7 separate regions of the Mus musculus genome follow, and regions 2, 3, 4, 5, 6 and 7 are each linked to region 1. A link is a contact called in public HiCAR-type and promoter capture Hi-C data. All regions are on one chromosome and are shown on one strand. The core of a region is the stretch at or near the end of the contact, and the rest is flanking DNA. Distances in the headings are between cores, read along the strand shown.

Region 1 (3,673 bases), core at 517-3,016:
CGTGCATTTTAAGCCTTTCTACGGTTGTCTATGTCTGTCAGCTACAGAACTTCATCACACGTTTTCAAAACTTAGAAAATAAAGCATAGCAGGGCAGTGGTGGCACTCGCTCACCTTTAATCCCAGCACTTGGGAGGCAGAAGCAGGCGGATTTCTGAGTTCAAGGCCAGGCTGGTCTACAGAGTGAGTTCCAGGACAGCCAGGGCTACACGGAGAAGCCCTGTCTCGAAAACAAACAAACAAACAAACAAACAAAAACAAAAAGAAAATAAAGCATAGATTTAAAAATATCAAACAAAAGCTTTGGTTCCTATCACTCTTCCCATGCTTATGACAGTCACAGCCTCCAAAATGACGCGTGGCCTGCTAGGGCTAGTAGCAAAAGTATACCCGACTTTCAGCGGATTATTAAGAACAGTCCTGGCAGAAAGGCTGAGGAACTTTTGAGGGTTTAGTAATGGAGAATAGAGTGGTCTCAGTTCTTAGCTCGTTTTTTGGCTGTTGATGTTTGTTGCAAATTGTCACGTTGCCTCAAACTACAAATTGCTTATGTAATTTAATGTGCAAGGAAAGAATTGTTTAAAAAAGAAAAAGAAAAGAAAAGGAAAGAAAAGAAAAAAAAGCTCATTTGAGCAAATGAACTTTGAGAGGAAAAATGAGGTTTGTAGCTAAACCATAAACCAAACTTTCCTTAAAAGACAAACTTTAGTCTACCAGATTCAAGATCAAAGAGACAAAATTACACTCCGAATAGAAACAGATCTTTTAGGGCAGGAGCAATACCTGAAGGAACAATACCTGAAATGTGCTTGCTTATAGTAGTCTTCCAACCCCTCCTGCGTCTATTTCTTTTTGGAAAAACCTTGTTTTGTTTTCCCCCCAGCAGCTTCTTTACAAAGTGCCTCAGTGTCATCTGTTGGAGGAACCTGCCATACTTGTTTGCGCTAATCAATCCAGCATGTCAAATTGAACCGCTTGTGAGAGCACTTGTGGTCTGAGCACTTGTTTGTGCTACCCAAACAAAAAAGATTCCGCTCCACAGTAATAATAGTGAAAGGACCGTATCGTCCCCCTCGGCTTTTTGCAGGCTTCTTACACTCACAGACAGGCTGTCCCTACAAAGGAGGGCTAACACAATGTTCAGCAGAGCCCAGGGGAGAAGCCAGAACTAGTCTTTCCCTGGCGGGACACCTAGCCTCCAAGCAACGCCACGCGCTAACGGTGACATCCAACTTTTGCAGCTACTTATTGGTTCACGGCGTGGAATTACCTTGGAATCCTCGGTCTATGATTCGCAGAAACCCCGCCAAAGCTCGGCAAGGCTAGACAGTGTTGAGGGTAAAGTTCTTGGTGCATGCCACGCCAGACCTGAGTTGCATTTCTTAAAGGCTCAAACTTCGCTGCTCCCAGAGCGCCCAACCGGGCTTGAGGTCTTTCTCTGTGGTAATGGGAAGCTCTCGGTTCCCATCGGTTCTACTAAGACGTGCACCCCAAGACCCGGCTAGGGAGCCCCCATAACCCTCTACGGCTCGCTGGAATGAGTAGCAGCTCCCGGAGACCCTGCAACCTGCACTCACCTCCACTCCAGAGCGCGGGTAGCAGCAGCAGCCCCAGTAGCAGTGGGGCCAGAACCATCGCGGGGCCGCGGATCTGGCAGTTCTCTCCGGACAGATGCACGTATCCACCAACGTCCCAAACTCGCCAGTCGCCGAGGGCGCGTGCGAAGCGCCTCAGTCCCGGCCGCCCGGGCAGCAGGCGCCAGAGTGGCAGTGCGGAGTTGGGGATCGCAGGAGTCCTAAGTTAGAAGAGGCGGGCCCAGGGCTCAGGCCCGGGAGGGGCCAGCAGGTTGGAGTGGACAGGGGCGGGAAGGGGGAAGGGCAAAGAGAGCAAAGAAGGATGGAACTGGAGGAGGGGGCGGGAAGGGGAGGATCCAAGGACAAGCCCTAGGGAGGGTGGAGGGGCGGGGCAGAATGGAACTTGGGTCAACTCCAGCAGGTTAACCCCTGGCTTGAGTGTGTAGGAAATCTGGAAGGGAGGTGCTGGAGGAGATGGAACAGAGCTAAGGAGGGCCACCATCTTGAGCTAAAAGGACCGAGAGACGGAGAGGAAGGGGAGGGGGCTAAGAAAGAAAATAATCGGGAGGATGATCTCTGGCTACTTGGTTACATCAGAGGAATCTCACTCTGTATGGGTAGGTAGAAGGGATTGGAAAGGGTAGAGGCCGAATTTAGTGGAGAGCGACGGATGCAACTCCAAGACCTTTAAAGGTTAGTGGGTCCAGCTGCTTTGGAGGGGCAGCGATTCTGCAGTTCAGGCTCTACTGGCATAAGAGGTCCTAGCAGCTGCATTCCAGAGGCTGTGGCCGCCGTGGCAGCACACCCTGCTTGCCAGGTCCTCCCCCTGGCTACTGAAACGGAGTGCAAGAGCGGACCCTGGCGTCAAGATCTTGCAACCTCCACCCCAGAGGTTAGCTCGGGGAGAACTAAGCCGAATCCTGTAAGGAAAGAGTTTGAAACAGGGATGGAAGAAAGTGCTGTTACAGGAAAGGGTGGGAGGCCCAAACCACGGCATCAGATTGTGAATCTCAAAGAAACGGAAGGCGTATGAGGCTTTCTTAAAGGAAATAGAATGATTTGTTTTTCTTTGGAGATAAGATCACATTAGAGCCCAGAGTAAACCACCCTGATAAATTTAAAGTATTTATTACTGAAACTGAGGACAGACCCATACGCACTGTGATACAATAAGCTCCTTGCATCTCTAGCCCTGCAGGAGGACATCAAACCAGAAGCGCTGGATTAAACAGACCCTTGATTGGTGCTTGATGTGAAAGAGCCCAGTTTACTGTGGATGGTGCCATTCCCGGGTAGGTCATTCAGGGATGCATAAGAAAGCAAGCTGAGCAAGCCAGTAAGCAGTTCCTCTATGGTTTGTGCTTAAGTTCTGGCCTCCAGGTTCCTGCCTCGAATTCCTGTTCTGACTTTCCTTCATGATGCATTTCAACTGTAAGCTGAAATAAATTCCCAAGTAGCTTTTGGTCATCACAACAATAGAAATCTACGTAGGACAGACAGGGTCTTGCTATGCTACCTAGGCTGGACTTGAATTCCTGGTTGTGCAAATATTCCAGCCTTCTTAGTAGCTAGAACTGCACGTGTGTGCCACTAGGACTTGCTTAAATCTCACTTTTTTTTTTTCTTTTAAAGGCAAGGTCTAACTATTTAGCCCTAGCTGGAATGGAATTCACTATGTAAACCAGACTGGCCTCAAACTCACAGAGATCTATCTGCTCTGACTTCCATGTGCTAGATAGAATTAAAGGTGTGTGCTACCATGTTCAACACAAATGTGACTTTTTTTCTTTCTGGTTAATTACTTTAGTTTTATGTGTATGGGTGTTTTGACTGCATTCATGTGTATGCTGGGGTACCCATGGAGGTCTGAAGAGGGTGTTGGGTCTCCTAGAATGTAGTTGCAGATACTTGTGAGCTACCAGTTGGGTACTGTGAATTTAACACTGGTCCTCTGCAAGAGCAACAAGTGCTCTTAAGCACTGAGCCAACTTTCCAGCCGCAAATCTGTCTTTGTTAATGGGGCCTCCCTTGTACAGTACTGTTTTATAGGCTACTACCAATGCAGTAGGAATGAAGCACTGGCCATTTTATTAGATTCA
Region 2 (3,673 bases), core at 527-3,026, 2.0 Mb before region 1:
TGTGTGTGTTTGGTTGGTTAGTTTTGCTTTTGAGAAAAGGTCTCACAAAGTAGCTCTGGCTGGCCTAGAACTTGCTCTGTAGATCTGGCTGGCCTCAAACTTGGAGAGATCTGCCTGCTTCTGCCCCCAGAGTGCTGGGATTAAAAGCATGTGCTGCCACATCTGCCTTGTTTTATTTCATTTTTTTAATGAGATACTAAACGGTTGCTTCTCACCCCAGATTCTAAAAGAAAGACATGGCAAGGGGTAGGCAGAGCTTAAAGGTACATGGAAAGTCATTAGACACTACCTGGAAGGGGAGGGGAGGTATGTGCATAGGTGGGGTCCCTAGCCTGCCTGCTCATGTCATCACCCAATGTAGCAAAGGCAGGAGAAGGGCTTCAGTGTCGGTTTGCCCTTTCAGCCTCTGGCCTGCACAGCACAGGGCGGGTGGGAAAACGAAGGAAACCATTCCTTAAACACTGCCAAAAGGGCTGAAGGGGGAAAGGTCACACTTCGGTCCTCTGAGACAGTGGTGCAGGAGTCTACAGACTGGGGTGGGGGTGGGAGTGGGTACTCCTGGCTCCTTTCTCCTCCTAATAAGGAGAGGTTGGGGAAATTGTTCCTTAAGTCTCCAGAGATTTTCTGGAACTGGAAGGGTTTGGACCAACCAAGTATTGGGGTGCTGCTAGGAAGCTATGCAAAAGACATAACATGAGAGACTGGGGTGGAAGAGGGATCCCGACCCTGAGTCAGCCATTCTGCCAGGCTCTTCAGCTTTCCTGAACCCCCACCCTGCAACACCACCAGCCTGGATAGAGCTAGGAGTCTTTTTTTTGGGGGGAAGGGGAGTGTTCGAGACAGGGTTTCTCTGTGTAGCCCTGGCTGTCCTGGAACTCACTTTGTAGACCAGGCTGGCCTCAAACTCAAAAAATCCATCTGCCTCTGCCTCCCAAGTGTTGGGATTAAAGGCGTGCGCCACAACTGCCGGGTTTAGGGCTAGGATTCTAAGGAGAAGATACTGAGAGGAGTTCCTAAGAGCTAAGTGAACAACATGGCATGTAGCCTCCTCCCAGGGCCTGCTTACCCCAACAAAGGCAGCGTGCGGCTATCCCTGAGTCATCACGGTTCTTAGAGATGGGAGGGATCCTGGAATAACGAGCGCGCGCGTCTGTGTGTGTGTGTGTGTGTGTGTGTGTGTGTGTGTGTGTAGGGGAGACTTCAGGACCCTCCGTACCTTCAATCCGAATGCCAACTTGGCTCACCATGCCTATTTATATGCAAATTCCCGCAACACTCCAAATGCCTTTCCAACTCACCCACCCCCTAACACGCTTGAGCAACAGTGAAAGGAACTGTGTGGAAGCTATCACGGAGTGGGAAGGAGTGGCTGGAGAATAGTACTTTACTTAAGTGTGTGCCCCAGGGACAATAGGAAGCTCAAGGTCTGTAGAATCACTGGGAAGCCACCGAAGGTTGGGTTGGGGTTAAGGAAAGAGGTGCTCAACGCACTTATCAGAACTCACCGCAAGCCGCTCTCCAGAGACCCGGCCACTTCCTAACCTGGGAGAGGGATGCGGAACCGAGAGCGGGCGCCAGCGGGTGAACACGCGGGAGCGTGGGCGGCTTAGGGCGCTAGCCCACGGGCAAGTGCAGAAAGCGGCGTAGGCGGGGGTTGGGGACCGCCCTGGCGGTCGGGGGCGTGGCGAGGGCAAAGGGGCGCGGCAAGGGAGGGTTGGGGGCGATTCGGCAGCCCGAGGGTGTGGCAGTCAGTGGCGTACAGCTAAGGTGGGGGCGGAGTTCCTCCAAGCTTTTAAAACAGGCGCGCCCCTTCCCTCCGGGCTCCAGTGAGTGTCCCTGCACTGCTCTGAAACTTCGTAGTCCCTCCCAGGCCGGCACCCCACGACTCTCAGGCCTGCGCACGCGAGCCGCCGAGGATCCAGAACAGACCTCGCGGGTGAGGGCGCGACTTTGGCTGGAAGCAGCCTCACGCCGCACGGTTAGGAGCGCGGCGCGGCTCGCAGGAGTGTCGCCGGCTCCAGCTGCGAGCCGGCCCAGAACCACGGAGTCCTGATTGAGAAGCCCGGGCCATGGCCACGCCAGGCGTGTATGCCAGCGCCGGCCTCTCAGGCCTGGGTGGGCGAGAGGCTGTGCCGGCTTTGCGCCTCCGGAGGGGTTCGACCAAAAGAGTTCCGAATGTCAGTGCGCGCGCGCGGGGCAAGGGGCGGCCTGGGACACCGTGGGCATCCTGTCCGTGTTTGTTCTGCGTTCGCGGTCTTGACACACACACCCTCAGCAACTGAAGGAAAGATGTAACGTAGCCGGCGGAGGGGAGGGTTGGGAGCTCCGAAATGGGCAGGGTGGCGCTTTGGTGTCCTCAGCACCGGATTGCGTTCCGCCGCCTAGAGTTACGATTCATCAGAGCTGGGTGTATCCGGCCACTCACCTGCACGTGGGTGTGGTCTGTTCCCCTTAGCTACCGCCCCAAGTGCCTCCAAATCCTGCCCATCTACTCACTCTCAGTGGCTGCAAACATGGACTACATCTTTTTCTCGTACAGGCCCATCCTCCCGTGCGTCCTTCTTTGCACAAACATCTCGGATAGTACCTCCAATCTCTGTGTACTGCACACCCACTCTACCCCTTCTTTCCGGCATCGCAGGACACGGTACAACCCTGGGATAGAGGCAGTTGCTGGGTCGGTCCCCTGGGTGACCCCTAGGCCATTGAAGAGATGGGAAGAACTGCGTCTGAGATGGGCATGTGTGGCCCTTGGCAACCAGGGCAGATCTGAGGAGAGGCTCACCCCCACCTCAAAGTGCTGGGCGAGGCTGGGCTGGATCCAGGGAGGAGGCGATTTCCAGTTGTCTTCCTCCAGAACTGGATGGGGCTCAGTCAGAGACGCTTGGATTAATGAGCCGAGTACTGATGATAATTTAGTGATGACATGACCTGAGGAAGTACTCTTCACTTCCCTGGCACGCATAGGAAGTCCATACTAGGCAGACTAAGGGATTTAATACCTTACAGTAAGGATGGTCATCCCAGACACTGCAGGCTCCCCTACATAGTACTTTGACCCCCACCTCTCTCATGCAAGTGGGCTTGCATGTGTTCCTAGGAAGGATGAGGAATCATCAGGCATGGGGTGAACTAAGGCTGTCCAGGGCTGGTCCACAGGATTGGTGACTATTCTTTGGCTTCTTTTGTAGAAAACTGTCCTTGGGCCATGTCACAGAATGAACACTGTCAGGACTCCGGTGAATACTTCTCAGGTGTGTATCTAGAAAATCTGGGGAACTCAGCCTGTGTACCCATCAATGAACCCCAGGCAGAGCCACTTGTCCATAGCCCATTGCTGGGGTGGTTAGCTCCCACCTGTCCGAAGGCCGTGTGGCTTGCTGAGTAGGCAGCTGATGAGACTGGCCAAAGGCAAGCAACCAGGGGTGCGGAGGTCTTGGGAGGGCAGATTAGGCTACCAGTGCCGCTTACAGTTTTCTCCTGTGGCTCAGTATTCCCGGGCCCTTCATATCTGGCCAGCTTAGGCCACATGCTATACTATGCCTTGTCCTGTTGGGCCTCATGTGGTCCTGGAGAGAGAGGCTGCAATTGTCCCTGCTTCAACTGGCTAGCTCCTTCTCTGCATTTGGCTCTATGCTGCTTATCTGTCTACCCTTTGTTTCTTTGTTTTGTC
Region 3 (3,673 bases), core at 872-3,371, 2.0 Mb after region 1:
CTCTGGGCCTAAAGCGCTACTGCTGCCGCCGCATGCTGCTAGCACACGTGGACCTGATTGAGAAGCTGCTGAACTATGCACCCCTAGAGAAGTGACCGCTGGAGCCTGCCCTCCTCTGTCTCCTGCTGGCCACGGGCAGCCTGTCGTGCTATGTTCAAACTGAGCTATTGGGGATGTTGGTGTATTGCCTGGCTGTGGCCCTGTGGCTAAGTCCTGTTACCCTGGAAGGAACTGTTTAGTAAAGATGTTTGCAGAACCACCAAAAAAAAAAAAAAAAAAAAAAAAAAAAGAAAGAAAATCAGGATGCTAAGTATATAATGAATAAAATTTGATGTGTTGGCTTTACATTACAACTGGTTTACAAAGCCATCTGGATTCGGTTCCATTCTTATCAACAAAAGATCAGGATGATTAATAAGGCTCAAGTAAATAAATCAACAAGTTAAAGAATAAAAAGAAAACCTTAAATATTTTTGTTAGTTTATCTTATCCATTGTTATCTCAAAAACTACAAGTCACAAGCTATTCATTATTCATTCCTCACAGGCTTACATTACTACTGCAAGATCCGTGCAATGCCCAATATCTGGGCAAAAGAGCAGGAATATACATTTTAGGATCAACAGTGATACAGTGGCATAATTAAGTTATATACTAATTCATATTCTTAAATAAGCATACATACAGCCAACAGCACCTTAATTAGGCCAGTGCTCTATAGATGAGAAACTACCTAAATCCAACATGATTGACTTTCACCAGGGAGTCTTAAACAGAAAGAGTGAAATACTAAAAAAAAAGCAGATATCTTTAAAACAGAAACAAAAACCAAAAACTACCACCACCAACAATACACCGAGCCTGGCAGTGGTGGGCAGCACTCGGGAGGCAAAGGCAGGCAGAACTTTGAGATCAAGGGCAATCGTGGTTTAGAGTGAGTTCCATAATAGCTATGGCTGCACAGACAAACTGTCTCGAGAAAAAAAAGAAAGAAAGTAAGAAAAAAAGAAAGAGAATAAAGCCACCAAAACCAAAAAATAACACATGGAATTTTTAATGAAGTAGGATAATATACACAACTAAGAATACTCTAAGATTTAAAAAGAATACCCTTGCCAGGAGTGGTGCTTGATGCAGTTTTATCCATCTCTGGAGCCAAGGGAGGAAGGTTTCAGTGAGTTTGAGACAAGTCCTGTTTACATAGTAAGACCTTGTGGGTGGTGGCGGGGAACAACCAAGAATTACACCCTTTAGCTAGGCATCGTTTTGATCCGAAACCCTAGAGCTTTTTAATAAATATGAAACTCCTTAGATTCTGCAACACCTCTGTGAGTCACGTAAATATTTCTTGAATGACTGACTCAAGGTCATAGGCAGAAAGCAAGAACAAAACATAGGAACAGGGTCTGCAGCTTTGTGGGTAAAGGAATATCATTGTGATTTGGGGTTGACAACTCTCTCGGTACATCAGATGTGAAGGGAACTTGTCAGTGCCACAAGTCTACAAACGAAGAAACATTTTTAAGAAAAGAAAATGCCCTCTTTGAAGAAGTTTTAAGTGTGGTGAGTTTACTTAACTCAATTTTTGTACTTCACTGAAAACATGCGTGACCCGGGTAAAGGGGAATAGGGAAAACATGACAAATGGTCGTATTAAGGCCTGGGGTTGTAGGTAGCACAAAATGAGAAAAAAGGAAGCAAAAGGAAGGAGTCCAAAGTTGGGTCTAGTGTCCAACAGAAAGGAGAACTGGTCAAGGCCACCCTCTGAGACCGGCAAACTACATCAAACTCGCTGGGCACCGTAGGAGGGGGACGGGAGCGACCAAGAGTCGGGCCCTCCCTGGACCAGCCAGTTGTCTGGGGTTGTCCCACCCCTCCGCGGACAGGGCTCGTCTCCCGGATGACCAGCAGCTGGAGGACGCCTTCCCCAGGAACCGGGGCCGGAGCCAGGCCGCACTCACCGCAGCGCCCGCGCTCCGCTAACACCGGCCTCCTCGCCTGACGCCCATCGCCCACCACCAGAAGGAGAACGAGCCTTCGCTCTCAGACGCACGGCAGCGCAGCTCATCCCCTCTTCCCGATTCGCATTGCGTGGCGACGGGTCGCGTCTCGAAACGTCACGGCGAGGGCGGAGCTTCCAGTGAACCCTGTAACTCCGCCTTTCTGTCCCGTAGGGAGGGACATCAGGGCGGCCCTCTCCGGAAGGGTGAGCGCCGAACCGGCCTGAGCATGCGTCGGAAGGACAGTTTGAGCTGGTGCGGGACGGAAGCGCGCGTGCTGCGCTTCCGGTGTCCTCGCGCGTCTCTTTTCCGGGTGGAAGTCAGTTCAGATTGTGTCACATTGTGACTTGGAGCTGTCCACGGAGGAATCGAGGATATTTTGGCGCCTCTCAATAGTGCATTTTTCCCGTCAGATCGGACATTAGGGGGAAAATACGGGGAGAGGATTGATACCTTCTAAAACTTGGGAATAAACATTCTCCAAAGCCAAGCCTCTGGTTAAAGAACAGACGTGTTTGGAAAACACATTGCACAAACACCGTCAACATTTCCAAAAGGACCAGTCTTACAAAGCTGGGGTTTGAACTCTTTGGAGAGTTGTCTTGTGGAGAAAAGATGGGCTACTCGTGGACATAAAAATTGCTTAAGAGTGGAGTTGTTTTCCCTGGTCACTAAATCCGTTGGGACAGTCCAACTTTTTAATGCATGTCAAATCTAAAAGCACAGCTCTACTAAGTATATAAAATGAAAATACTTAGCAGATAGGCTGCCATTAAACGTTAAAGAGTAGTAAGCATCCAGTCTACCAACCTTTAAAATAAACCTTAGTTTCGTTTCCATTACAATTAGCTACATGCAAAGGTATTCTTGTGCTGGGCGGTGGTGGCACACGCCTTTAGTCCCAGCACTTGGGAGGCAGAGACAGACGGATTTCTGAGTTCGAGGCCAGCCTGGTCTACAGAGTGAGTTCCAGGACAGCCAGGGCTACACAGAGAAACCCTGTCTCGAAAAACCAAACCAACCAAACAAACAAAATCTTGCATTTCTCCTTTAAAAAATCAACACTAAATTATATACTATTTGTTCTCCCTAGACAAGTAAAGACTGGTGTGATTTGATACCGTGCAATGCTGGGAACTACTGGATAAAAGCCTCAAATGTTTTTTTTTTCCCCCTCATAATTAAGGAAGAAATTGTTTTTTTGAGGATGGATTATTTTAGGAAAATGTTTTTTCTCTGCTCAGCTTTGTGGAATTGAGTAAGGAAAGAAAAACTTAGAGCTGAATGTGAGAATAAGTATAAAACACATGGAGAACATTTTGGGGTGCTCTGACAATTGGAAGGAGGTAGGACTGAAAGGAAGAGAGACATCATTGGAGTGTATCAGTGAAAATTTTCTCTGAGCCCAACAAGATGCGTGAAGTCCTTACCAGGTAAACTTGGCAATCTGAGTTTGATTCCTGGAAAACACACACACACACACACACTCACGCACACACATGAGTTGTATACACACATGTGAGTTGTCCACACACACACACACACACACTCATGCACACTCACTCACACACGTGAGTTGTCCACACACACACATACTCACACACACGTGAGTTGTATACACACACACACACACACACACACACGAGTTGTCTTTTGATCTCCATGTGCTTCCC
Region 4 (3,673 bases), core at 695-3,194, 2.0 Mb before region 1:
CCTTGTACAGCCTTGGGTATTGTTATATAGATGCAACTTACTTAAGGGGCTTATGGGACTTAGGCAAGCACTGTACCACTGAGCCACATACCCAGCCCACTAATGAGTTTTTCTTAAACTCTAGAGCTGTCCTCACAGAGTAGCCAAAGCTATGTTCTCCTCAAATCTTTGCTCGTGACCTTAATATTGCGTGTTACACAATTCAGAAGCTTTGCTGTATACAGTGTCTTTGGAGACAGATCATAGTGTCCTCTTCACTGCCCCTCGATGGTGTTATTTTTTGAGGACCTGTGGTTCATTAGAGTTGGCTGGGAAAGGCTGGGCTGAGTAACATGGCCCTTCCTGCATGTCACTTGTCTCTCTCTTTCATGAAGTTAAAGGGAATCCTCAGAAAAGTGGAGAAGTAGAGGTTTTTAAAGCAAAGGTTAGAGAGAGAGAGAGAGAGAGAGAGAGAGAAGCTGAGGCATTTAACATCCAAGAAGTCACAAACACACACAAATATATATATATATATATATATATATATATATATATGTATATATATATATATAGAGAGAGAGAGAGAGAGAGAGAACAGGTACTAGATTTTATATATATATATAATCACATATAAGCATATATATTACATATATAGGCCAGGTAATTAATATACATATATATATATATATATATATCACATATAAAATAACATTTGTTAAGAAGCCAGCCAGGTGTGGTGGCACACGCCTTTAATCCCAGCACTTGGGAGGCAGAGGCAGGTGGATTTCTGAGTTCGAGGTCAGCCTGGTCTACAGAGTGAGTTCCAGGACAGCCAGGGCTACACAGAGAAACCCTGTCTCGGAAAAAAAATAATAATAATTCAGGAGCCAGGCAGGTCTGTGGTGCCACATGCCTTTAATTATAACCAAGGAAGAGGCAAGCAGATCCCTCTAAGTTTGTGGCCAGCCTTGTGTACATATTGAGTTCTAGGCCAGGCAGGGCCATATAATGAGAGCTCAAAGAACTAAAACAAAACAACCCATCCTCAAAAGATGGAGGAGCGTCTGGACATCAGGGTGCACACCTGTACTCCCATATAATCCAGGCACTTATGAGGCAGAAGCAAAGGATCAGTTTAAAGTCACCATCTACTATACACCAAGTCCAAGGCCAGCCTAGGCTACCAGATACCCTGTCTCAGAACAAAACCAAACAACTAAAGGTGGGGGGCAGCTGCGATAAAATTCCAGCAAAGCCTCAACCTTCAGCCGAACATGGATCTAAATCTCCAAATATACGGAAAGAACGTAGGTGCTAGAGATAAAGCTTACCGTAACAGCGCTTGCCTGACGCCTGGAAGGCCTTAGGTTTATCAACATTGAGAAACAAATTACAAAACATTCCACATTTACAGAAAGTAATACAATGGATGCCTAACTTGCAGTATTAATAAGATATTCGTACACACGTTGCATTTTTCAGTGCTCCAAATTAAACTAAGGGCCTTGGCCATGAGTGCTCTACTACTAATCTACAACCCCAGCTTAGTCCCCTACTTACTCGCCCCACTATTTTCTTCCTTTTTCTTTCTTTTTTTCTTAAACACTTATTTGACGTGTATGAGTGTTTCGCAGGTATGCATATCTGTGTATAACCTGCGTGCCTGACACTCGAGAGGGTCTGAAGAGGGTTTTGGGTCCCCTGGAATTGAAGTAATAGAAGGTTGTAAGCCACTATGTGGGTGCTGCGAACTGAACCCTGGCCCACTGGAAGAGCAGTCAGCGTCATTAAATGCAGACGACCTCCATGTTGCCATATAGCCAGAGACGACCTTGAAATGTTGGTCTCCGAGTCTCCACTTCCCGAGCACTGGGATGGCAAGCAAATGTGGCATCAGGGACTCTTCAGTTAACTGAGGCCCAGGTCAAGCCCAGGGTGGGGGCGGAGCTCAGCGAGCGGCTGGGCAGGGCGGACGGTAGTGGGCGGGGCCTGGCGATCCGGATCCCGCAGGCGCGCTGGCTGCGCTGCCCGGCTGTCTGTCGTCATGGTGGGGCCCTGGGTGTATCTGGTGGCGGCAGTTTTGCTCATCGGCCTGATCCTCTTCCTGACTCGCAGCCGGGGTCGGGCGGCAGCAGGTAGGAGGTGCCGCCGTCCCAGGGCTGGAGGAATCCGTTTTTCAGAGTTCCTGGGCTTTGGTAGGCCCTCGACTCGTGCGCATGCACTGACGAGCTTTCCTGTGCTTACGAGGAGCTTGTGCGCTGGCCCGAGCTTTGCGCACGCGCCTTAGGACACACTCGGAATTAGCGCGGAGCCCAGAGCTGGGGATGCAACCTAGGAACCAAGCCTGCCTTTCTACTCTGCACCAATAGGAGAGGCTGCCGGTTTTCTAATCCTGCCCAGTGTGTTCCGCTTACTAGGAGTAGGAGGGCTAAGCAGCCTTAGGAAACTGAATGCATCTCCCGCCAAAGAGGGCACCCATGCTGCTTTGCCTCGCCTCCACCAGGGTTAGAAGTGGCCTGGCACTGACAACCTGACAGTCCCCCTTACTAACATTTCACGTAAGTGTAGGAGTTTCTATATATCTCTCTGATGCCTGACCCCATAAGCCACCTCAGAGCACCTCTGTGTCCCACGGGCAGAAGAGACAGAAGCTGAGGTAAAGCTGATTGCCAACAAGTCTTCCAGGGAGGGACGATTCAGCCTCGACTGTGACATGTAGTCTCTGGTTGGCGTACCCTATAAAATCATAACATAGCAAGAAGTAAATGTAATCTTGCAGCGGGCATGGAGCGAGATCTGTAAACCTCAGGGTGAGAGTATCCTCACAGGTCGCCTGTTCAAGATGAAGATATCAAAGGAGGTAGGAAATGAGAAGTGAGCATCAGGCCAAAGTGTGCGTACAAAAAAGGCCTTGACAAACCTAAGTTGGGACTTGGTGCTGTGGGCAGCAATAGTCTGAGGTGGTTCAGCAGGGGGATGAGACTCCCAAGATCCTGTGCTTCACTCTCTTGAAGATGGGCTGCTTGACAGTGTTATGATTCCTCCCTCCCAAAAGCTGACGGAGAACCACTGCACAATGAGGAAGAGAGGGCAGGAGCAGGCCAGGTAGGCCGCTCTTTGCCCCAGGAGTCTGAAGAACAGAGAACTGGAAGCAGACCCCGGCGTCGGAGGGACTTGGGCAGCCGTCTACAGGCCCAGCGTCGAGCCCAGCGAGTGGCCTGGGAAGACGGGGATGAGAATGTGGGTCAAACTGTTATTCCAGGTAAGAGGGCCCAGCCTGGGGGAGGGCTGGATTAAAGGCGTTCGGAAGTCTCCCAAGCTAGAGACACACAAGGAGCATGAAGCCAGTGGAGGAAGGACATTTAGTGGTAGGACTGGAGTCTTGGGCCTGGGCTTTGGTCCTTGAAGTCAGCATTTCTTAACTCAATCCCTGTTCTATTGGGCGTCACTTCCTTCATCTTGGTTCAGTGCAATTAGCTGTAACCCTAGAATAAGTGCTTAGAAATAGAGACATTTCAGCTGATATTTACATCCACACAGCAGACACTTGGAGTCTTACAAAATCCGCATGGTTGTGGGAAAGAATGTGTCTTCTCTAGTACTTGAAGTCTGGCTTGGTAGGAAGAAGAGAATTTAGGGGAAATTGGGCTTTGGCTTTGACTCCTTGGGATTATTAGCCCCTTTGTCTTAAAAA
Region 5 (3,673 bases), core at 479-2,978, 1.9 Mb before region 1:
ATTTTACAAGCAAGTTAGCATCTGGTGTAACTACTTTCCTCTTTCATTAGCACTGTAACTATAGCCAGTAAATGGGCAAGACTGGGCTCCAATACTTTATTTATAAAAGCAGGAAACATTTGGCTCACACGACTCCAAGAGACTTACAAGACAAGCTTGGCTTCTAGAGGGGACACAGTCCAGTCCGATCCTCTGTGCGATAGGAACTTCCCAGAGTTTAATGCTGCCCTGAGTTTGTCTGTGGTGCCAGAACAGGGACATCTGGGAGTTCCCAGTCAGGTGGTGAGTGCCGAGCCTGGAGTGACTGAGGTTGCTCTGGAAACGGCTGAGCCATCCTCCTGGGATGTACCAATTCCTATCCCAGTACACAGACCCTAGGCAAGCACTGTGCTTATTTGGGCCCCCAGAAGTCTCTGTGCTCAGTTCCTGACCACCTGCCCTTCTTTGGTGACGGCCCAGTTGTAACTCTTCGGAGAGTCCAACGCTTCTTCTATCCGTGCCTCCAGGTTCTCCCGAGTGATGAAGTTTTTTGCCTCCTCCTACAGGAAGAGAAAGGTTGGCTTTGTGGGATCTCTCCCAGAGCTGGCTGCCTGCACTGTCTCTAGTCCACGGGTGTCAAAAGAACCCAGGGTCTCTTTGAGTGTCCCACCAATCGTCCAGCACAACTGTACTAGGTGACCTCGACCATCATATTGCTCTTCCTTGGACAATCACCCATCAGATCTCTCGGCCACAACCCAAGAACAAATCGTGACAACCTGATTAGAGGTGGGTGGACTCTCTCAAGTGCATGAATCCCTCTTACGTGTTAAAAAGCGCTCCATTCTCACTTACGGTTTCCCTGACTTCAAGTTTCACAAGGCAATACTAGCCTGTAACCTTTTACTGACCATTGCCTGCGAGGCATACCCTCTGCGCTGATGGAGAAGCCTCCTGAAGACTCTGGTCACTTGACGCCCAGTGCTGTCATCCCCCCCCCCCCCCCCCAGCCTCCCTTGCTGGGGTCTCCAATGTCCACATTCCCCATGACCTCCTGCATGCCCACCTGCAGCTTGAGCACTTCTTGCTCTTTCAGTTGCACCCAAGCCTGCTCCTCCTGAGCCCTCTGGGCCTGGGCCTCAGCCTTCTGCACCTCCTGGGCCTGTGCTTCCAGCTGCAACCTCGCTATCCTGCGAGGGGCAAGACGCCGAGGGTGAGCGGGGCCACAGATGAGCCTAGCCCAGCCCACCCAGTCCCGGGCCTCTCGCACCGTAGCTCCTGCATTCGCCGGTTCTCGTCCCGGTTCCAGGCCATCAGCTCCCGGTGCTCCGTGATGGCCTGCTGCGCCTTGCGCTCGGCCAGAACCCCGGCTCGGGCCTCGTGCAATTTCCTTCGCACCTCCAACGTGAACTCTAGCCTGGGGAGGACGGGCTTCGAGTCAGCACCCACCCTCGGCCCCGGCCCTTCCCGAAGGGCGTCTGCCCTCCACACGCACAAGCACACGCACCTGAGAGCGCGCACGGTCTCCCGGTACTGTCGGTAGCGCTCGGTCAACACGAAGAATTCCGCAGGGTCCACGGCGGGAGGCGTCTGCACCCGTCCGACCTTGGATTTGGCAGGCGGGTCATGGCGGGTCTTGCGGCCGCGCACGGGCAGGAGCAGCGGGGTCGGGGGCCGAGTCTCCGGCCGCGCCGCCAGGCGGTTCAGAGCGCGCAACATGACAGCCAGCGCCTGCGCCTGCGCCCGGCCCGGAAGTGGCCGCGGAGCACCACGGGAGCCTCCTGTCCTCGTCCCTGTTGGGCGGAGCTCTTGCTGTCTGGTCCAATGCACGTCCGGACTCTCGGGTAGAGTGGGAGGGGTCGAGGGGCACCTTGGAGACCCACAGCTTGCTGGGCTGCGTCGCCCGCTAAAGACAGCTACACCGCAGGACGCTCTGCCCACTTGTTCACAAGTTTGGACACCGTCCCAAGTGTGTGGCTCTGGGGCTCTCTGGCCCGCCGATGGCCTGTCTACCCTCCCAGACCTGATGCAAGAAATTTGGAGTTCCTGGCTACTTTAAACTTTAGATTTGCAAACCATTTCCTTGCACTGCACTGCCCTGCTGTGGTCTTGGGGGAGCTCTGCAGTTGCCAGAGTTCTCAGTATCAGTGACAACTTGTTCTCAACTGGGCGACCTGTGAGGTGACCCTTGTCCTCTTCCACCTGACCCGGGGTCTTCCCACCTCGAGACTACTCTTATTTATGAAGTACAATTTCCTCTCCAACTGAAGAGAAACAGCAGTGCAGCAGGGCAGAGAGCATCTGTCTCAGAAGTAGCTCGTTCCCCTCTGCCTCTCCAGCAAGGAGAGTTGTTGGAAATCAGAAGCTGACCCGAGTACTGGGGAACTGAACTTTCACCCCACTCATTAGTATTGTCTAGACCAGATTCTGCAGAGAACACCAGGCCATGGTCCTGCACTTCCAGGACACTTGGGAGTGTCTGAGGAGCCAGGACTGGGTGCAATAACAGACATTTTCTCAGAAGAGAACAGAGGCTGCTTAAACCCTGCTCTCAACTTCCAGGCTTGGTGGAGGCCCAGTCTGCACTTTCTTTCTCTCAGTCAGGCTTTGGAGATGAGATGCCAGAGTGTACTCTGGAGTCCTGGGGGCAAGCTGGTGACAGGTTTTCCTCCAGGGTTCCGGCCATAAGACCATTGCTGGGCCCTGGAGGATCCAGGATGGATGGTCTGTGGAAACCAGGGCATTACTGCTGCCCTACCCTGGAGTACCACAGGGTTGCTCCGAATGTCAGGGAACCTGACACTCCCACCCTGTTTTTGTTTTTGTTTTGTTTTTTGGCAGGGTCTCACTAGATAGCTCTGTCTAGCCTGGAACTTACAGTGTAGATCAGGCTCACAGAGATCCACCTGCCACTGCCTCCTAAATTCTGGCATTAAAGGCATATGCCACCATACCTGTCCTAACCCTTTCTTCTTCAGGGTCACCCTAGACAACCGGCAACTCATCTCAGATAACTTAAGTGTCTAGGCCAAGAGAATATTCTAGGGTATGGGCCATTTCCCTAGAGGCTCCCTAACCTTGCTGGCTCTGAAGTCCTCTCGCTAGTCAGGTGCACCCATCCTTTTAGAAGGTTTCATAAATGTAAGAGATTTAGATCTAAGGTAGATGAAAGTGTGGAGTCACTCTGAGTAGATAATGCTACAGAACTAGAAGGCAGGTTTTCTGCCCTCTTTCTTTGGCCTGATGGGGATGTGGACTGGTATGCAGTGGTGATGAAAGTAACTGTTTCCATTCACTGACCCTCCCTGCTAAAGTGGCAAGATAGAATTGTTGAGGGCAGAAGCCAGGAAAGGAGGCTTTTCTGGGCACTTCATGGGTAGAGGCACAGAGCTGGAGGGACGGAAGCCTCCTCATTTACCAAGGGGTAAACTATGAATGAGGTGATTCCAGGTGACTGTAGGACCCTATTCAGATGGTTCCTGGATTTAACGATCAGGCCATTCTATTTCCTCTGGTGTCAAATCCAGTGATATCTTTAAAACAAAAACCCTCAAACAGGGTCTTTCTTATTTGCTGGCCTTATATTTCTAACAAAGCCAAGGCTGGCCTTGAACTTGTAGCAATACCCCTGCATCTACCTCCAGGGTGCTAAGATAGTGTGTGCCACCATACCAAGGTACAGTGATATCTTGAA
Region 6 (3,673 bases), core at 868-3,367, 1.8 Mb after region 1:
GGTCTTTTTGTTGAATAATAAGAGTTCTTTATATATCTGTATATATATATATATATATGAACATATAAATACATATATGTTTATATATGTGTGTGTGTGTGTTTGTTTATATATAGATGCTTTATGATTGTCTTCTCCCAGTCTACAGTGGTCTTTATTCCTTTAAGAATATCTTCCAGGGGATGGAGAGATGGCTCAGTGGTTAAGAGCACTGGCTGCTCTTCAGGAGATGGACCTGGGGTCAATACCCAGCATCCACATGGCTGCTTATAATCAATAATTACCTAGAACTCCAGTTCTGGGATCTGGTGTCCTCTTTTGATCTCTGTAGACACCTGCACACACATAGTAGACATAAGCTCATGTAGGTGTCTATGAAAGTACACACACAAATAAATATTTAAAAAACATATCTTCCAAAGAACAGAGGTTTTTATTTTGGTGAAGTGAATTTGATTTTATTGTTGTATAGTTTTTCCTTTTTTCGTGTCCTATTTTAGGAATTCTCATCCAACAAGAAGCTCTTAAGAGTATAAATGTTCCCCTGAGACAACTTAGAAGGTCAGGAGTAAGATTTATTTGAGCTAAACTGAGGTAGCAGTATGAGGTCTCTGGAATGCTCATTCTCTGATTCTCGGATTCAATAGGTTTGGATGGTGATGCTGAAACTGCAGTCAGGAGCCGTGGTCCAGGCCAGCACTCTGAAACACTAAATAATGAAAGGTTTTTAAGCTTGGCTGTATATTAAATCTGGAAATGTTTTTAAAATCCAGATATATTGCTCTCATCAGATGAGCAAGTATCTAGGATCCCAGTGGAAAGGGGAGATTAGCTTAAACATCAGTGTCCTAGAAGGATTCTAAAAGTGGCTGAGAGTAAATGCAACAATGCTTGACAGGCAGTTTCTGTCTAGGGGGTTCTTACAGCTGGTAGGGTTACAAATAGATTGAAACTGGACCAGAGGGGGAAGCCAGGGGACAGACAACTACAGAAAAAACCCACGCAGAACTGTGGGAGAGCTTCCTTCAGGAATTCCCCCAGGAAGATGCCAATGAGGAAGTCTCAAGTTCCAAGCTGTGCAACTATTTCACCCTCTGCCTCTTCTCACTCTCCCCCTCTCCTAACTTCAGCCAAGGTCCAGTTCTGTAGTTCTGTAGTTCTGTAGTTGCCTCCCTTGGCTTTCAGACTAATGCTTCCTTCCTCTTTGCCTAGCTGAAATTAACTTGCACAGAAGGTAATAGTCAGTTATACTCAGCTAGGGCTGGTGTTTTTTTTTTTTTTTTTTTTTTTTTTTTCTCTTCCTGGTGCCCTATTTTTACCTCCCTTGGATCCTTGTGGAGTTCCTTGTGAAAGGTTGCTTTGTAACAGTGTTTGCTCACACATCTGTAGTCCTTGCTGTGTCCCTCCTTTAGGATAACAGGAACACTGTCCTATTCAGTGTTTGGTATTAAATAGTCATCCAACAAATATTTGACAACCTAGTATACACTGGATATTCTGTGTGTAAGGACACAGCAGTCAACAGAGCAAAGAGGGATCCTTCCATTAACTGGATAGCAGCATGGGAGATACATAGATGAGTATAAGAAAATGGGGGGAGGGACCCCCAAAACCTCAGGCATGGTGACTTATGCCTATGATACAGGAAGATCTCTGAGTTCTAGGCCATCATCTTCAAAGTGAGTTCAGTACTAGTCGAGGATGTTTCCAAAGAAAGCAAGAACAACAACAGCAATAAATAAATAAATAAATAAATAACAAAAAGAAAAAAAAAGCTATGAAGGTTACAAATAAATCATAGCATGAAAGTGAATTAAGGGGTACTTAAGATGAAGTGTACTAGGAAACCCTCTTTAGGGAGGAAGTGTTAAGTAAGTGATAAGGGAACACCAAGAGTGTATTCCCCAGAGACTGCCCGCCTGGAGGGTCTGTGGATCTTAACGGGTGGGAAAGTAGAGAAACCAAGGACAGAGAAAACAGGGTGAGGTGACGTAAACTTAGCAGCAGAGGAAGAGTTTTGATTTGTGCTGCCAAGTGTGGAGAGGAGCCTCGTCTGGGTTCCGTATTTACGAAGATCGCCCCGAGGCTACGTGGCAGAGGCCAGAAAGGAAACTGAAACCCGAAGCTCCAGTGGCTTGGAATGGGCGGCGGCCGCAGTTAGGGGGAACCGAACGAGAACCCAGGATTTACGCAGCTAAAACGGCTCTGCCAGGAGCTGACAGTACCCACAGAGTCCCGGCCTAGCGTTTCGCGGGAGGGACCGGAAGAGGAAGTCGGGGCTGCACCCTAGAGGTCCGGGTGCCGCCAGCGCAGCCTGAGCCTAGCTGCCCGCCCGTGGGATGGGGCTGCTGCACTCGCTGCACGCTCCCGCGGCTGCCCTGCTCTGGAGCTGCCTGCTCGGACTGGTGAGAGCCGCACTCCCCTCCCCTCCCCTCCGCTTTTCCCTCCCCTTCCTCCCGCTTCCTCCCCCTCCCCCTCCATCCCTTCCTTTCCCTCTAACCTCCTCCGGATTTCCCTCATCCCTCCTCCTTCCCTACCTCCCCCTTCCTCTCCTTCTACCCTGGCTTCCCATTCTCCCACTGCCCGGGCCCGGTTAACTGCCTTCGTCCTTGAGTCCCAGCATTCCTCACCCGCCCCCAGCCCCCGAAATCCAGCGAAATGCCCAACCCCTGGGAGAAACCCGCGGGCGGGGGTAGGAGTGGGTGGGGAGCTTCCTCCTCCTTGGTCCTGGAGCCCTCTCTATAATTTTTCACTGTGCTGGCATCTTTTCTTCTTAATTCAAAGAATTCACTTCTGTGCTTCTCTGTGTAGCCCAATCTTACTGCTGCCTTTTGCCTAGAAAAAGGCGGATGGAGGGGCCGGTGTGAACAGGGTTCCAGGTGTTAGCGTTCTGGCCTGCTCTTTTGTTGACTGCGCTCACATACATTTCTCTCTATAGCCATATGAATATCTATATACTTTCCTTTCACTCCCAGATAGTGCCTTCTATGTAAGGTACATGTGATTATACTATGGGATTTGTATTATGCTTTTGTTTTCATATAGGTATACTTTAAAATACCTTTAAAGGGGAAATGAGAGGTTTGAATAGTTTGACGTCTAAAAGGGTCAAAGTCTGGTTGAGAAAAAAATAACAAATATGCGCTCACATACCCATATTTGCTGAAATAATGTTTTAAAATTCGGGATCAAAGTAATTTGAGCTCCAATGTGTGACCAAGAAGCTAACTCTCAGTGTTTTAGATTTTGTTTCTGTTCACTTTCTTTTCTGACATTTGATGTTGGGAAATTTGTATCGGTATTGTTTGCACACTGTTGTGTAAACTGTGTATGTAGTTATTACTTAAAAACCATCACTTCTCTGAAAGACTGCTTTGTCACTCTGGGCTTGAAAAGGTCATGGAGAAGGTTTAAGCCCCAAACAGTTTTTTTTTTTTTTTTTTTTTTAAGGTAGCCTTTGGCGTTCTAGGAACTTTGCTGGACAGCATTCGGAGAGAACCCATTCAAAAAGTATTTTGAGGAGAGAATGACAGCACAGTAGCTTTACTTTGTATCTTTAAAGCAGGAACTGAATAACCAGACAAGTGTCATTTAGGTCCAAAGAAAACTCACAGGATATGTAAATGTCTCGGCCCTCTAGCTTAGCTGTCAAGCTTAACTCATTTCAGGGAAC
Region 7 (3,673 bases), core at 554-3,053, 1.8 Mb before region 1:
GGTTTGCTTTTCTGGTTCTGTATTCACCCAGATAATGATCAGTGGTTAAAAGGTACCTAGTCAAAAGTCTCCTGGATCTGACCATGGGGCCACTGGGGCAGAGAGAGGAGAAAGGTAACTGAGGAGTTGTTGGCTTTTCAGGGATAGTCAGGCAGATGCTGAGAAGCAGGTAAGATTTTGGGAAGCCTGCCAGTTTCTCCCAGGTGTGACAGCCGTGTAGACATAGAGAATCAGAGTCTGCAAGTCCCGGTATGGGCAACCCACACTCCAAGCAGGCTGCCAGGAAACACTAGGAAACATTTCTCTTGGGAGGTGGTTGAGGGGCTTCAAGATAACTAGGACGAATTCTATCAGGGAAGTCTTAAACAGGACCCAGAAGAAGCCGGTCCGCAAGAAGCTTCTCAAACAAGGAAGGCCCGGAACCAGGCAAGGAAGGGTGAGAAGGGGGACCCTGAAAGCAAAACCCTCCCACATATGAGGGGGTGGCCGAGCCGCTCCGAATGGCTAAACACAGCGTGGAAGAGAAAGGAGAATGAGAGGACTGAGGTAACCATCAAAGATTAAGTTCAGGAAGGACTGCCAAGAGCCTTGTAGGGAACGGTAAGGCATCTGGGTTTTCCTCCATCTCATTCACAGAGGAAGGAAAGTGAAGGAGTTTTTAAGCACACAAATGACAGCGTCTGATCTACGTTTTCGAAAGGAGTATCCAGACAGAAAGATGTTCATCCTGTCCCAGTCTTTCCTCATCCACCATCTTTTGGTTCTCTGGCTGCTTCAAGAGTTAGCAGGTAACAAGTGGTGCCATAGCCGGGGACATGAGGCTGGTTTTCAACAGAAATTCCCTATCCTAGCCAAGGGCTTCGGCCGACATCACACTCTGTCCAAGAGGGTTTGGAACATTTTTTTGCTTGTCCTACAAATATCATCACTATCAACAACAAAACCCTCTAATAGACAGGATCATCTCTGCCTCTGTAGTTGTTATTTTTAGGAAATATTAGGGGCTCAACCCCCCCCCCCCGTGGCAATTTTTAAGAATTACTGAAAGTAAACACAGGAGATGTGCGTTCCCAAGTGGCTGCTTTTGAATTCTGGGTAGCTTAAGTCCATATTTTCCTTCTTAAGCATACACAACAGTTGGGAATGGGCGGCAGAGAGGGGCCTGGGAGTAGGACCAGGAAGGGGTCTTAAGGGGAAGGTGGGAGGTGGGATGGTCACTGCGTGTGCCACCTATCTCCTCCCATTAAATGGACCTGAGCAAATCCCATTTTCGCTGCTCAAAGTTTTTTTCTTTCAGAATGAACTACGGCAGCGCCCTGGCCCGGGCCGGAGGAGGACGTCCGCAAAGTTCCAGCCTGTCTGTGTCCCGCACGTTTCCGGGACCCCCTCCCCCTGTCCACGGTGCCAGGATGCACAAGCCAGAGGCGCTCCTCCAGGATAGGATCCAGGGACCGCTCCCACGCGCGGCCGAGCCACCCCACCTCCCCGAGCCCTCCCGACGGCGGCAGGCGCGAACGCTTACCGAGCCCGGCGCTGGGCGGGACCGCGGGGGACGCGCACGGCAGCTCCGCCTCAGGACCGCGGCGGCGTCTCGGCCCGCCGCTCCCCTCAGGGCCGCCGCCCGGTCCGCTGCTCGAAGCCCCGCGGCGGCGGCGGCGGCCTCGCCTCCATGGCGAGGAGAAGCGGCAGAGAGAGGACTGGGCTGGAGGCTGCGATGGCGGCGTGGTCCAGGGGTCTGTGCAAGATGCCCCCGCGAGTCCCTGTCAGCGCCTCACTCGCCGCAGCCTCTCTCCCGTCGCGGCCTGGGCTGTAAGGCGCTTCGTCATTGGCCGTTGAGAGGCGGGCGCTGGTTCGCTGACGCCGGGCGGGCGTCTCCGCCTCCGTGAGCCCCACCCCTGCGCGCCCCGCTGCGCCGCGGAGTTCCCCGGGCGCACTGGGGGTCTCCGGGTAACAGGACAGGACGCTCCCTATCCTCCCCTGGCACACGTCTCCCACCTAGTCACGGTCCTAGGCCCCCGGGCATGGGCTTTTTTCCTTGTTTACAGATGAGGAAACTGACACCAGGCACAAGCCACACCAACTGGTGAACTCAGGCACTCGAAAGCCATCTCCATCCTTCTCCAAATGTGATCCTCTCTCTAACACACCCCGCGCCTCTGCCTCTGCCTCTGCCTCTCTCGCGCTCTCGCTCTCTCTCTCTCTCTCTCTCTCTCTCTCTCTCTCTGTCACACACACACACACACACACACACACACGAGAGAGAGAGAGAGAGAGAGAGAGAGTTAGTTGTAAGGCACTTAAAGGATGTAATTGCGAGAAGAATTTGCCTAGTACCTAGGACCGGTCTAGCTCTGAGTATGTCATCTTAAATAAACCAGCCCACATCATCCCCACCCGAACCCTAGGGAAATCTCTCTTGCTTTCCAGATGTGCAAGCTGGGCCTGATTCTCTAGAGCTGGATGGAAGCACAGCACACGGTGCTCCGCAGCGAGCGGGGAGATACTTCTTGATACATGCATAGTGGTCAGGAGAAGATTGAAAGCGCTGAGAGAGACCAGGGAAGCGAACAGCGTTCTTTGTGCATCTAGCTTCTAGGAACCATAAGTCGATTTTTTCGGAAGGTAGCAGTCCTCAGTTTAGAGCACTTTGGATGCTGCTAGACCTAGGGCGCCAAGTTAGAACTCTATGCAAACACCCTTCCTTTATTTGTTGAATAAGTAAGTGTGCGCAGACCAGAGCCAGGACCTGCAAATGTGCGTTGAAGCGGGCCTTCTTTAAACTTCCTCCCTCTGGGTAGTAAAAACCTCTCCTTGAGTTAAGATTTGTGACTCTTGATCTCCCTCCTCAGGGCCATCTCAGTGACAGTCTACAAGACCTCTATCCTGTCTCCTAAATGTCAGACTCCTGCCAATGAGGTCCGCTCCTCCTACAAGTTCCAGAAGCCCATTTCCTAGAAAGTACAAAGTCTATCAGGGATGCAAATACACAGCAAATTGAAAAGTGACCAAATGAAAAGTTGGGTCTTTCACTAGAACACAATACTTTACAAAACAAGACCAACACAGAACAAAACAAATCTGAAAAATACTGGTTCTTGGCTAAGAAAGCAGCCTCTTGGCTTTAGAGCAAACCCTACCAGCAAACTTTTTTTCTTTTCTTTCTTTTTCTTTCTTTCGGTTTTTTGTTTGTTTGTTTGTTTGTTTGTTTTGTTTTGGGGTTTTTTGTTTTTTTAATTTTTTTGAAATTTTTCTTATTTACAGTTAACCTATGACTCCTGGTCCTTTTCAGAGCTCCCTACCCCATTAGCACAATCAAGAGCCATCTTGGAAGAAAAATAAAATAGAAAAAAAGGAACCAAGAGAAAGATAAGTGGGAGCTCCCTGTTCTCTGCTGCATTGGTGCCTGCAGGTAAGAACTGGAATAGCAGGGCTGAAGGATAGGATTAAAGGAGCCCCATTTCCCCTCAAAAGTCCAAGTCACTTCCCCTCCCTGCCTACCTTTCTGTCTAGTAAATGAAGCAATGAGTTGTTCTCTATGTCCTGAATGCAGATCATGCACTGGACACCTCTCAGAGTAAGTCAGAGATGTCAACTCTCAGGAGCAAACATTCTGGGGTGGACATGGGTAATAGACTAACAAGAATGTTCACTAAAGTGCCAAGGTGAAAATGAA

Evidence for each region. Promoter capture Hi-C pulls out the DNA fragments that hold promoters and counts their contacts. HiCAR-type assays count read pairs that join an accessible place to other places. Capture Hi-C pulls out chosen DNA fragments and counts their contacts.
Region 2: a promoter capture Hi-C map of liver shows a contact between it and region 1, with 10 times the contacts expected there. The contact joins the promoter of Slc4a11 here to the promoter of Mertk in region 1. A contact is called at or near these places in 2 of 39 promoter capture datasets (both in liver).
Region 3: a contact with region 1 is called in a HiCAR-type map of astrocytes, with 4 times the contacts expected there. The contact joins the promoter of Usp8 here to the promoter of Mertk in region 1. A contact is called at or near these places in 3 of 39 promoter capture datasets (liver and pre-B cells) and 1 of 115 datasets of contacts at active chromatin or transcription factors (astrocytes).
Region 4: a promoter capture Hi-C map of adipose tissue shows a contact between it and region 1, with 3 times the contacts expected there. The contact joins the promoter of Ddrgk1 here to the promoter of Mertk in region 1. A contact is called at or near these places in 1 of 39 promoter capture datasets (liver) and 1 of 9 other capture datasets (adipose tissue).
Region 5: a promoter capture Hi-C map of liver shows a contact between it and region 1, with 4 times the contacts expected there. The contact joins the promoter of 4930473A02Rik here to the promoter of Mertk in region 1. A contact is called at or near these places in 2 of 39 promoter capture datasets (both in liver).
Region 6: a promoter capture Hi-C map of liver shows a contact between it and region 1, with 4 times the contacts expected there. The contact joins the promoter of Sppl2a here to the promoter of Mertk in region 1. A contact is called at or near these places in 2 of 39 promoter capture datasets (both in liver).
Region 7: a promoter capture Hi-C map of liver shows a contact between it and region 1, with 7 times the contacts expected there. The contact joins the promoter of Ptpra here to the promoter of Mertk in region 1. A contact is called at or near these places in 2 of 39 promoter capture datasets (both in liver).

Annotation. Positions count from the first base shown.
Region 1 is chr2:128,697,008-128,700,680 of GRCm38.p6, reverse strand. Mertk (MER proto-oncogene tyrosine kinase) reads right to left here and starts at 1,766. Exons shown (of 19, transcript NM_008587.2): 1 at 1,578-1,766. The coding sequence starts at 1,635. It overlaps Gm39931 (a long non-coding RNA gene), which reads left to right and starts at 2,179. Exons shown (of 5, transcript XR_001783466.2): 1 at 2,179-2,267; 2 at 2,765-2,866.
Region 2 is chr2:130,695,622-130,699,294 of GRCm38.p6, reverse strand. It overlaps Slc4a11 (solute carrier family 4, sodium bicarbonate transporter-like, member 11), which reads left to right and starts at 1,776. Exons shown (of 21, transcript NM_001081162.1): 1 at 1,776-1,936; 2 at 2,540-2,647; 3 at 3,192-3,254. The coding sequence starts at 3,209.
Region 3 is chr2:126,705,776-126,709,448 of GRCm38.p6, reverse strand. Usp8 (ubiquitin specific peptidase 8) reads right to left here and starts at 2,121. Exons shown (of 19, transcript NM_019729.3): 1 at 1,962-2,121. It also overlaps the pseudogene Gm10774.
Region 4 is chr2:130,662,916-130,666,588 of GRCm38.p6, reverse strand. Ddrgk1 (DDRGK domain containing 1) reads left to right here and starts at 1,944. Exons shown (of 9, transcript NM_029832.2): 1 at 1,944-2,114; 2 at 3,035-3,241. The coding sequence starts at 2,024. It also overlaps a transcript of Itpa not described here.
Region 5 is chr2:130,561,804-130,565,476 of GRCm38.p6, reverse strand. It overlaps 4930473A02Rik (RIKEN cDNA 4930473A02 gene), which reads left to right and starts at 1,728. Exons shown (of 9, transcript NR_040348.1): 1 at 1,728-1,823. Mrps26 (mitochondrial ribosomal protein S26) reads right to left here and starts at 1,720. Exons shown (of 4, transcript NM_207207.1): 1 at 1,487-1,720; 2 at 1,250-1,396; 3 at 1,046-1,169; 4 at 83-539. The coding sequence starts at 1,698. The coding sequence ends at 420.
Region 6 is chr2:126,931,679-126,935,351 of GRCm38.p6, reverse strand. Sppl2a (signal peptide peptidase like 2A) reads left to right here and starts at 2,117. Exons shown (of 15, transcript NM_023220.2): 1 at 2,117-2,405. The coding sequence starts at 2,340.
Region 7 is chr2:130,448,408-130,452,080 of GRCm38.p6, reverse strand. It overlaps Ptpra (protein tyrosine phosphatase, receptor type, A), which reads right to left and starts at 1,803. Exons shown (of 21, transcript NM_001163688.1): 1 at 1,523-1,803. Gm52562 (predicted gene, 52562) reads left to right here and starts at 511. Exons shown (of 3, transcript NR_165481.1): 1 at 511-546; 2 at 637-788; 3 at 1,298-3,673.